2 separate regions of the Ovis aries genome follow, and region 2 is linked to region 1. The links are chromatin contacts, called in public Hi-C maps. All regions are on one chromosome and are shown on one strand. Each heading gives the region's core, a stretch centred on a gene start, on an enhancer-like site or on the middle of the called end of the contact. The rest is flanking DNA. Distances are from core to core; before and after follow the strand shown.

Region 1 (5,704 bases), core at 2,232-4,731:
ATCACTAATCAGCAGAGGCCCATGTGTTGTCTATTAACATCCATATGGGGATACTTATGAGAGAGGGGCGCCGACTAGTAATAATTACTCCAGGATCACTCTACCCATAAGGGATTTCTGAACACTGTTTTTCAAGGTATTGTCCCATGTCTATGAAAAAACATTTCACAAAATAAACTAATATTACAATTAATCTTGCAGTGAGGAGACAGGTACTTTTTTTTTTTTAACTTACTGCCTAACTTGAAAAGTTAGACCAAATATGCAGCAATTGCTAGAGCTCCAGAATAAAACCAGAAAACATTTACTTGACATGGTAGCTCAGTTGGTAAAGAACCTGCCTGCAACGCAGGAGACCAGGGGTTCAATCCCTGGGTTGGGAAGATCCCTTAGAGCAGGAAATGGCAACCCACTTCAGTCTTCTTGCCTGGAGAATCCCACGGACAGTGGAGCCTACAGTCTATGGGGTCACAAGAGTTGAACACGACTTAGTGACTAAACCATCCCCATGGTAGGATGAGAGGGCATACACCAAGTGGTTTAGAGAACAGGCTTTTAAGGCCAGACTGCTTTGGGTTCCAGTCTTAGCTCTGCCGTTGATAGCAGTTGGGCAAATCAGTTCTTACGGGTCTTACTTCTACTGTTTCGCTATTGTTCTTTCCTCTCTGTTTTGGGGTTGTTTGCTCACAAAATCCAGTGGATCTTTATCTGTGGGGATTTTAAATCCCTGGACTGATGTATCCTGCCAGAAACCACTTGTGCCCCAGGTTATCATCAGCCTGGGACCACTTTCTAACATTAGATTTAACAAACAGGACACCAGAACTCAATTCTTGTACCTTCTGACCACAAATTATTAGAGAAGGTCCCTGGCCTCATTATTCTGAGGCAAAGCAGGCAAGCTTTCTTGAGAAGGTTTTCTTTTGCTGGGAGGTTAATTTTTTCATTTAATTTTTTCCAACTGTCCCTTCTGCTAAAGATGTGAACCCTTCTGGGGATCTCAATCCCAACCTTATATATGTCTGAGGTTTTATCTTTCCTACTCTTACAGTAATTAAAATTTAGGCCCTTTGTTGATGGCCTCTTCTCCTCCCTAGGACAGCCAAAGTCAGCCCCATCTAACCACACTGATTTTCAGTGATCATTCTCTACATCTCTCACTTCTGCATGTATTTAAAAGGAAGCTGATTATATTCTACCTAGTACTAAAGAGTAATTTTCTTTTCCTTCTTTCTAAGAGAGAGTTTTCAGGTTGTCTAACTGACCACACAGCTAGAACTAGATGTCTGAGCAAGTTATTGAGCCTCTTTAAATCTGTTGTCTCATCTGTAAAATCGAACAGAAAATCGTCAAGAAAACAAATGATGAAAAAATGTTAAGCACTTAGCCTTTTGACTAGTACACAGAAGTACTCAAGAAATGGTAGCTATGAAATTACGTTTATTGGAAAACTTAAAATTTTATAATCACTTATTGAAATAAACTAATTCAATCTGATAGACTGGGTTTTTATTGCGCTCTGGCTTAAAGAATATTGAATACTAAACTTCTAAGTACTTGTGGAGCTCTGCTCATAACTCATATCAGTACTAACAAAAGCATTTTATTAAAAGATCCAAAATTTATTAATTATAGCACATTTTTTTTTGTGAGGTGCTAAATACTCTTTATTTGATGCTATACATAAACCACACTAAAATGCCTTTCATTAAGTAAAAGGCTAAATTTTAGATAGAGAATTTTAATTAAATTGGCATAGTTTATAAAACCAAACAGATAAAGTGGACTTTGTCAGTGTATTTTCAATCCTTGCCTTAACAGGCTAATGAACACAACTTGAAACACGTGTGAATCCTCCTCTGTTCTGTGAGACAGTGAAGGGACCTTTTCAGTATTTAAATATATTAATATAACCAGTTATAGAAATCTAAATATAAAACAAATCTCTTATAGGTTTTGAGAAGGAATGCACCATCTCCCTAAAAAGTTTCATATTCCTTATTCAAGTTCAATCATCTCTTTAGAATGGGAAAAGTGATAGTACTTGTTGAACCGGAATTACTATCAAAATTAAAAAAGCTGACCATATTTGTTTAGCCACAGACCAATCTTATTTAAATCAGGACTGTCCAACAGAATTATTCCATCAGCCATTCATGATCTGAATTCTAGTGTATGAGATCAATTTAAATATGGTACACATAAAAAGTCATGAGACACTTCTGTTTCATAATAAATAAGGCAGTGGCCAACTATTACTCATTGGTAGCTTTTTTGAGATAAGCTATCAAGTCCTCCCTCTCTCCCTTCTTCTTAATGCCAGCAAAGATCATCTTGGTTCCAGGGATGTACTTCTTGGGATTCTCCAAGTACTCCATCAGCGTCTCCTCTCCCCAGGTGATACCTTTGTTTTTGTTGGCATCTGTGTAAGAGAATCCAGGAGCCTGACCTGTCTTTCGTCCAAACAGACCATGGAGGTTTGGCCCAGTCTTGTGCTTCCCTCCCTTTTCTACAGTATGGCACTGGGCACACTTCTGAACAAAAATCTTCTTGCCTTTCTCAACATCACCCATTTTTAAATCGTTCTTTTTCTGTGCGCGACCGAGAAGTTCCCGCTCACAAGCCGAACGTCCCGCTTTCTCTATAGCACATTTATAGAGGTCTGATTTGCCATCTCTGTTTACTTTGTGATTTTGAATAAAATTAGAATATCTCCACGTTAGTAACTGACTAATAACGTGTTTTAGCCTATAAGCTCTCAGAAGGCAACAGCTGTTCAATTTGTTTGGAATAATACCCATTCCAGGACTGTGCATACAGGAGTATCTATTAAGCAAAAAAGAACTTTCCAAGAGTAAAAAACAAAATCAAGCAATGAGTCTGATACATAATTGCTAAATCCTAGGATAAATCACTTAGTGACTGTAAGCTTGTCTGTTTCCTCATCTCTAAAGAAATCTGGACTTCCCACTTCACAGAGTAGTTGCTTAAACAGAACAACTGAAGCAGGGCAGCCACTGGTATATGAAAGTCCTCTGCATCCTGTAATTCCATATAGCATCATTAAAGTTTGCTAAAACTGTAACAATATTACAGCCTGTTCGTGGACACTGTTTTCATATATAGAAATACAGAGAGGTAAATGTCTCTGTGACTGGCCCTGTGAATTACTACTACAGTCACTTTCAAGCAGAGCCCTGTATAAGAGAAACTCAGAGAGACCTCTAAATTTTAAGCTTCATTCTATGCAAGCCAGTCAAAACAGCTTCCTGTGCTTTGGGGTCATTACGTAGTCTATTTGCTCATCTGAGCACCCTCAAAATGCAGTGCAGGGTAAGCCCACACGGGTGCAGAAAAAGCTTAGAGAAAAAAAATATATGCTGTAGCTTCTGCACTCTGTTTATCTGTATGAATGAGTAATAGCATTACACAAAGAAGCCCTACAGAGAAAGTGCTGAGGTAACTGCCTCATGACATTAGTAAATGACTTCAGCACATAAAGGGAACTGGATGGCAGTAATTCAAACAGTCTAAAAGACTATGAAAAAGGCCACAGGCACTGGAAGAACCACAGGCTGCTACCAGCTTAGGGAATTTAGATTTTCCAATCCACAAGATAGAAATCAGTGCAGGTATCAATAAGCGGGTTTCAGGGTGACTGACATTTTATTATTTGAGATGGCTTTATGAACAAAAGACAAATCAGCTCTCATGCCAAGTGTTTACCATATTTTCCAGATTATATGATTACGAACAAAACCAAGATTTATGACATGGTTCACTTCCAGACTCTTCTTGTTAAATCCCTCCAAAAGCAGCTCTAGATTTTCATCACTTCAGTGATTCCCACAGTTATGTGCTGGTTGCGTCTCTAAGAAGCCGACTGGCCAGTGCGCTTTAGCAGGTATCCCTGAAACTAGGTTCACCTGGCACAGCATGGGCAGAGGAAGGGCCCTGAGCAAAAACACGTTTTGTGACATTTTGCGGTGTGGCCTCTCAGTGCACAAAGGACAACGTAACTATACTACCGTGAAATCTGAGGTTAGTCTTGCCCTGCAAGAGTGGCACAATTTTTCTATAAAGAAAATAGTAGCATGTCACTTTCATAGCTGCCTAGAACCTGTTTTTGTTTTTTTTAATCAGCCCATAACCATCAATAATTAACATCAATTCTCCTCTTCCTCTTGACCCCTTGAGCACAGCTTCAGCATTTCCTCTAACTTTAGTGTTTTGCGGGCTAGTAAAAAGGCAAGATAAAACCTACCTGCCTTCCCTGGGTTAGCCTGTAAGAGGTTCTGGGAGACAGTGATAAAAGGGTTAAGGTTCAATGGCCAAGTCTCTAACTGATGGCTCTCAGATGCTTGGAGAGAATGGAATCCATATCCAGGCAAGAATACTGGAGTGGGTAGCAATTCCCTTTTCCAGGGGATCTTCCAGACCCAGGGATAGAACCCAGGTCTCCTGCATTGCAGGCAGACTCTTTACCACCTGAGCCACCAGGGAAGCCCTTATCCTAACTTGGGAAGGACAAATTCCATCCCCCCAGTGGAAAGGTCCGGAGAGAAGCCTTATGACACCGTCCCTCCACAGCCCCTCACCCTGGAACACAGGATGGTTCCAGGCATGTGTGCTGTTGCTGGACAAGCGCATCACGTGCAGCAAGGCTCAGCTCTCTGTGGGGGGCAGGTGAGAAACTGCTACATGGGGTGCTCTCGGTGCTCGAGCTGGGAGAGAATCCCTCTTCTATTTGACAACACTAATGTCTCTAAGAGCGGATCAACATCTCTCACATACCATTCAGAGTTCCCGGAACAGGACATAAATAGGAAACCTTCTTATTACTTTGCTCTGCTGAATAAAGGTCTTAAGAGAGAGGACTGAATCTTTACAATCATGAAATTATTAAGACTACCAGGTAATCAAGAAAACGATGCCACATCTTTAAGGCTGCAGACAGAGTCGAACATTCATGTTTAGAGATATAGAAGCCTGTACTGAATTCCACAGGACTATGGTCTTGTTCAGCAATGAACAGCCTTGATTTAGAGTTGGTGAATTCCCCTCAGGCAGTGACTTTCAGAAAAGGTTTCCATTCCGTCTGCGTGTTCTCATAATCCTTTGCTGCACTCTCCCATTTCACCCACGGCCATGGGAGCAGACTACTTCATAGCTGCATTTCTTTAGCACAGTTCTGGGGAGGACTGGGTCTAAGGACTTGGGAGTCTGCGCTGCTCCCTACCCTTTGCCATTTACTACAATGGCAAACCTTCAGCCACGCTGCGCCAGAATCTGCCAGCAAGGAATAGCTGTGAGACTGAGAGCCCCCTTTGTCCACGAGGACCCGGCTGGTGCTGTACTAATGCGACAGGGAAGCCATCCAAGATTCTGAACGAGTGGGCTGGAAGTATGCACCACTACAGCACAAAACGTCTATTGTGACGGTCTGCTAGAGGTATCCTGCGTTACATTTTGAGGATCACTTGAAGCCACAGAGCTATTTCTCTTTGGAACATATTGACACCACAGATGTAAAGAAAAAAAGCACACACAGTTAAGGAGCCCATAGCACGCCCAGATGCTCTGAGAAGTTAGTCAGAACCTAGGAGAAGACTATTAATATAAACCTAGGCCAGGGACTAGGATCAGTGTGAACAGCTCAACTTGACAGCTGTGAATCAGAGTCAACCACGACCAATGTAACCTT
Region 2 (5,132 bases), core at 2,575-5,074, 150 kb after region 1:
CACGGTTCTCTGCTGTTTCTTTTTCACAGCGATAAAGCAGACAGTTTCCTCTTTTCTTAGAAGGCAGCCTCTGTACAAACTCTCATGTACCCTTTGGTCTCATGAACTATTTTGTTGGCATTTTTAAGTAATTTCCCTTTCAGACTCAAAGCTCTTTGAAAGCGAATACAGTACCCTGCTAACCTCTATGTCCTGAGCACACAGTAAGCAGAAAATAAATGTCTGCTCAATCAAGTAAGTGAATGATAGATTTTAAAAGAGATTTCAGAAAGACAATCTAATAAGACTCTTTAGAATTATGGCATACAACTTTGTTTTTAATAAAAGTTTGGTTTTTTAAAAATATTTATTTGGCTGCATGAGGTTTTAGCTTTAGTACATAGGATCTAGTTCCCTGCTCTCGGATCGATCCCGGGTCCCTGCACTGGGAGCCTGGAGTTTTAGCCACTGGACTACCAGGGAAGTCCCAACATACAACTGTTTTGTGGCATTTGCTTAGAGTAAAAAGTAGATTTAATAGCTTATGCAATAACTATACAGATATTTAAGTCATTCAATGGTAACAGATGCCATAATAATATGGCAGCTTAAGATACTGGCACTAATTAGTGAGCAGCTAATATTCACTGACAAAACACTAAACCTTTCTGAGTCTTGGTTTTCCGTTATATTCAATTAAAAAAAAAAAAAGTGAGGCTCGAATGACATATCAAATCATAAAACAAATACAATGTATTATCAAATTTAAACAAATTCCCATCATTAGTGTTATTTTATGTGCATACACTTGACTAAAACATATGATTTAAGTTCAAACAAAGCTCATTGCCAAATATATAAAAAATATAACAGTACATGTAGGTCATGAAAAAATTTCAGTTACGAGAATACTTATAGAAACCTCCTACCTATTCAATTAATCTACAGAAAAGCTTGTGACTAGGTGTTAGTTCAATTTTCAATGATTCTCCGGACAGTGCTGGCCTGTTCTTTCTGCTGCAAATGCGGGCAGCTTGAAGTACCAAGTCCACAGTGACCCGCCTGAAAGGAGCACCAGCCACAGCTCTGGGCTCTGCAACACGCTCTGCGGCAAACGGCCCAGGGAGGCACAACCTGCGTTCCAGCGCAGAGCTGGCTCATCTGCGACCCAAGCCCGCAGCTGAAAATACAAGTGAGCACAAAGAAAATTCTTTAAAGGCATACAGCTCAGGCAACCGCTATAATTAGGACCCACTACAGCCTGAACCGAGAAAAATGAATAAAATCGAGGAATGAGAGCAACAAAGCCAACCACACACAATAAACACAGAGTTAAAAGTATCTTTTTTCCCAAAGAAAAAAGCACTTTTGTCAGAGCAGTAACTGTAGAGAAAATGTAAAACAAACAAAGGTCCCTTCAAAATATGCTAACAGGCATCACAAATAACACTGTGCTATAGATTTGGGGATTGCTGCTGGTGGTCTCAACTTCACTTGAATTCCTAAAAATGTCTACCTACTTCTCCAGTCAACCATTCTCCATACTTTAAGCAAGAGAGACAAACAGATGGTCAAGATGCTGACACTGCAGGCCTGAGGTTTTTCAACTGTATTTTTTCCAGTTTTCCATCGTTAAAAGAGATGAAATACCGGATAATGTAGCATAAATCTTTAAGAAACCATTTCAAATCTCAGCCACATGCCAAACCAAAACAATCCTGCAACAGGAAATAAACCATGCACTTGTCCTGAAAAAATGCTGAAGCCTTAGCCTTACAATCTGTAGGAGTTTCACACCTTCTTCAAGGAAAGGTGAGCTAGCCAGTATGAGTCCTAGAAACAGTTCCTTGGAATCATCTCTAGAAACAACCAGAGAAGTAAAGAATAATCAGCTGGAAGCAGATACACCAAGAATAAGGAGCTTCCAGGATTTCCCTCTCCATGTAAAAGCAATTAACTCCTATTTTTAATCTTTCTGACGCAAACATCCAGCCAAACTTCTCTCCTTCTAGCTAATCAAAGATAGCTGATGTGTTACTCTAACTTGCTTTAAAAGTCCAATTTGAATGAAAGTCATCATGGATTGAATGACAATGCTTTAGTCTAGAGGAATGAGGTATTTCGAGAGGTAGAATCAAGATAGCAATGCCCTGAACATTTCACATAAACAGACTCATCCACCACAACTGATACCGGGGACTGGCCAAAGAGTAACTTCCCAACTGATTAACCGAAAAATAATACGTTGCTAATTGAGTGCAAATGAAAAGGGCACCTTCCTATACATTGGGAAACCCTAACAAGGTTATTAAAAATAATTATTTCCCTCCATGCCCAAGTGACTTTATAACACTCAAATCTTTTTTTTTTTTTTTACTGTAAAGGATGGGGGGAGGGGCTATGTAGAGAGAATGCCTTGATAAGTAAACAAAAAGTCAAAACTCTCCTGGAAACTTGTCACATTCTTCTTTTCCAATCAGCAATTTTTAATCCACTTGAAAAATGCTAGTGGAGAGGGCTTTTGGCAAAGAACTCAAGAAGAATATGCAACTCTGGGGGCACCACCACAGTACTGATATCAAGCTTGGAGAGAATGCTGCTTTTGTCTCAGAGGCAGCCTGTGACAAAAACAGGAACTTTATGGAGAACTGATCACAACTGCCCAAGAAGCCTGATCACATGCCCACCACAGGGCAGCGTTTCTCTCATTGTTGTCCAGGGACTTCTCGAATAATAGTAGCTCGATTTATTCCATTCTTTTAATTCTCAAAACCAATCCAAGCGTCCTTGTAACAATCCATTGTCAAAAGAAAGACCGTGCCGGCCAGGATTTGCAATGTAACCAGTAGCCACCTCTCTCCTTTCCTAAGATTCCAAAAGGTGATCAGATGCGGAAAATTCAGCCCGAATACAGGCACCGAGGGAAGAAAACAACAACAACAACAACCCTTTTGACAAACGTGGTCTAAAAGCCGCCCCGTGTGTCTCTCTCTGGGTTAATGCCACTGCTTCTGGCCTCCTTAGGACCCTCAACGGCCCACCCCGCTTCTATCTCACTCCTGTCACTGGGGAGGCATCTCGCATTGTTAAACAAGGAAGAAGAAATGCTGGAGGATTTCCCCTGTGTCTCTCTCTCTTTCTGAAGGGGGGAAGGGGAGCTGAAACAGGCGTGGGGCCCTCCCCTGGAAGAGAGTACAGGAGGACTGGAGCAAGCTGTCAGCCACCCCGCCGGCGGCCTCACCCCCACCCCGCCCCCACCGTGCCCCGGCGCCCGGGCAGGAGCCTGAAGCGGGAGGACACAGCTTTGTCTGGGGTTTGGGGGGACAGGGAGCGCAGAAGCAGCCCGAGCCTGAAGACCTCTCCCCCCAGCCCCGGCTCCCCCGCTCCCAGAGAACACCATCAACCACACGGAAAGCCACTTTCCGGGGTAGGAGAGGAGGAGAGCGACCCTTCACGTGAAGCCCAGGCCAGATTTCCGGCACCCTCCTCCCCTCTGCCCGCACGGCCACCAGGGCGCGCGGTGGGGACCCGGTCTCCCCTCGCCGCGATCCGCAGCGGCGCCCGGGCGCCCGCTCCCTCGCCCGGCTCCTACCCTCCGAGAGCTCCAGCTCCAGCTCCGCCAGCTGCGCCCGCACTTCGGGCGGCAACGCCGCCACCGCAGCCGGCGAGGGCTCCAGGCCTCGCTCCGCCATCCCGGCTCTACCAGCCACACTCCGGAAGACAAACGAGGGGGCCGAAGGAGGGACGGACTGACGCGGGCCCACACCCCGGCTACAGGATCCGGCTCCGGCCGCCGAGCGCCGCCAGCGCACCCACTGCCGCCGCCGCCATGAGCAAGGGTCACGTGAGCCCGGCGGCCCCGCCCCCGGACCCAGGACGCACCGCCTCCGCAGGCGCGTCAAGCTGCGGACTCCCGGGCTGATGGCGCCCTCTACTGGGAGATTCCTGAAACTACGAGTCCAAGCCCGCTGCCACGATTTCTCTCCAGAGAAATGGGCTCACTGTGTTGCTGTGGACCCGGACGTTTACCTTTTACGAACTCGCGAGGAAGGAGTTCTCAGGGGCCCCAGGCCTTGCTTTGTCCAGTTCTCTGCACCTAATAGTGTATGCTTTTATCTTGCCCCTTTATTCGTTTCCCGGGCTAATTGACACCACCCATTCATAATGACTTGAACTCAGGCAGTTCTTTTCACTGGGGCTTCCTGGTCACATTTACCAGGAGCTTTTTGTTTCTAAGGGGCTTCCCAGGTGGCGCTAATTGGCAAAGAACCCGCCTGCCAAAGCAAGACATGTAAGACACTCAGGTTCCAATCCCTGGATCTAGAAGATCCCCTGGAGGAGGGCATGGTAACCCACTCCAATATTCTTGCCTGGAGAATCCCATGGACACTAGAGCCTGGCAAGCTATGTTTCTATTTCAGTTCTAGCATTTAAGACAGAAGGAGGAGAATCTGCGTCCTCCTGCCTAGACTTCTGACCTCTTCCCAGAGGAGAACTTTGTCTTCCTTATCTTTTTATCATTCTTAATGTATCATTAATAGGTGTTCCAAAAGTATTAGTATTTTAATTCAACTTAAGGATCCAGACCTGTATGTATTTTTTACTACTTACGTATTTATTTTTAAATTTTTCGTTGCTCTTTCTTGCTGTGTGCTGGCTTTCTGTAGCTCGGTGAGATGGGGCTACTCTTCATTGCCTTGCACAGGCTTCTCACTGAAGTGGCTTCTCAATGTTGTGGAGCGCAGGCTCTAGGCACTTGGGCTTCAGTAGTTGCAGCAGGTGGGCCTCAGTAGTTGTGGCCCATGGGCTTTAGTTGCCCATGGAATGTAAAAATCTTCCCAGACCAGGGCTTGAACCCATACTCCCTGCATTGGCTGGCAAATTCGAGTTCACTGTACCACCAGGGAAGTCCAGACCTGTATTTACCAGAAAATACTGGGACAGTTGGGAGAAGGCAATGGCAACCCACTCCAGTAGTCTTGTCTGGAAAATCCCATGGACGGAGGAGCCTGGTAGGCTGCAGTCCATGCGGTCCCGAAGAGTCGGATAGGACTGAGCGACTTCACTTTCACTTTTCACTTTCATGCACTGGAGAAGGAAATGGCAGCCCACTCCAGTGTTTTTGCCTGGAGAATCCCAGGGACTGGGGAGCC

The links. A called contact is a pair of places that touch in the nucleus more often than the background predicts.
Region 2: a contact with region 1 is called in a Hi-C map of hypothalamus, with 2.5 times the contacts expected there. The contact joins the promoter of DIP2B here to the promoter of LOC101117527 in region 1. A contact is called at or near these places in 2 of 16 Hi-C or Micro-C datasets (hypothalamus and skin fibroblasts).

Annotation. Positions count from the first base shown.
Region 1 is chr3:135,673,322-135,679,025 of ARS-UI_Ramb_v3.0, forward strand. It overlaps LOC101117527 (cytochrome c), which reads right to left and starts at 3,482. Exons shown (of 1, transcript XM_027967338.3): 1 at 1,783-3,482. The coding sequence starts at 2,816. The coding sequence ends at 2,256. All of the region lies in intron 4 of DIP2B (disco interacting protein 2 homolog B), which reads right to left.
Region 2 is chr3:135,825,100-135,830,231 of ARS-UI_Ramb_v3.0, forward strand. DIP2B (disco interacting protein 2 homolog B) reads right to left here and starts at 3,825. Exons shown (of 37, transcript XM_060412600.1): 1 at 3,572-3,825. The coding sequence starts at 3,671. It also overlaps the pseudogene LOC132659434.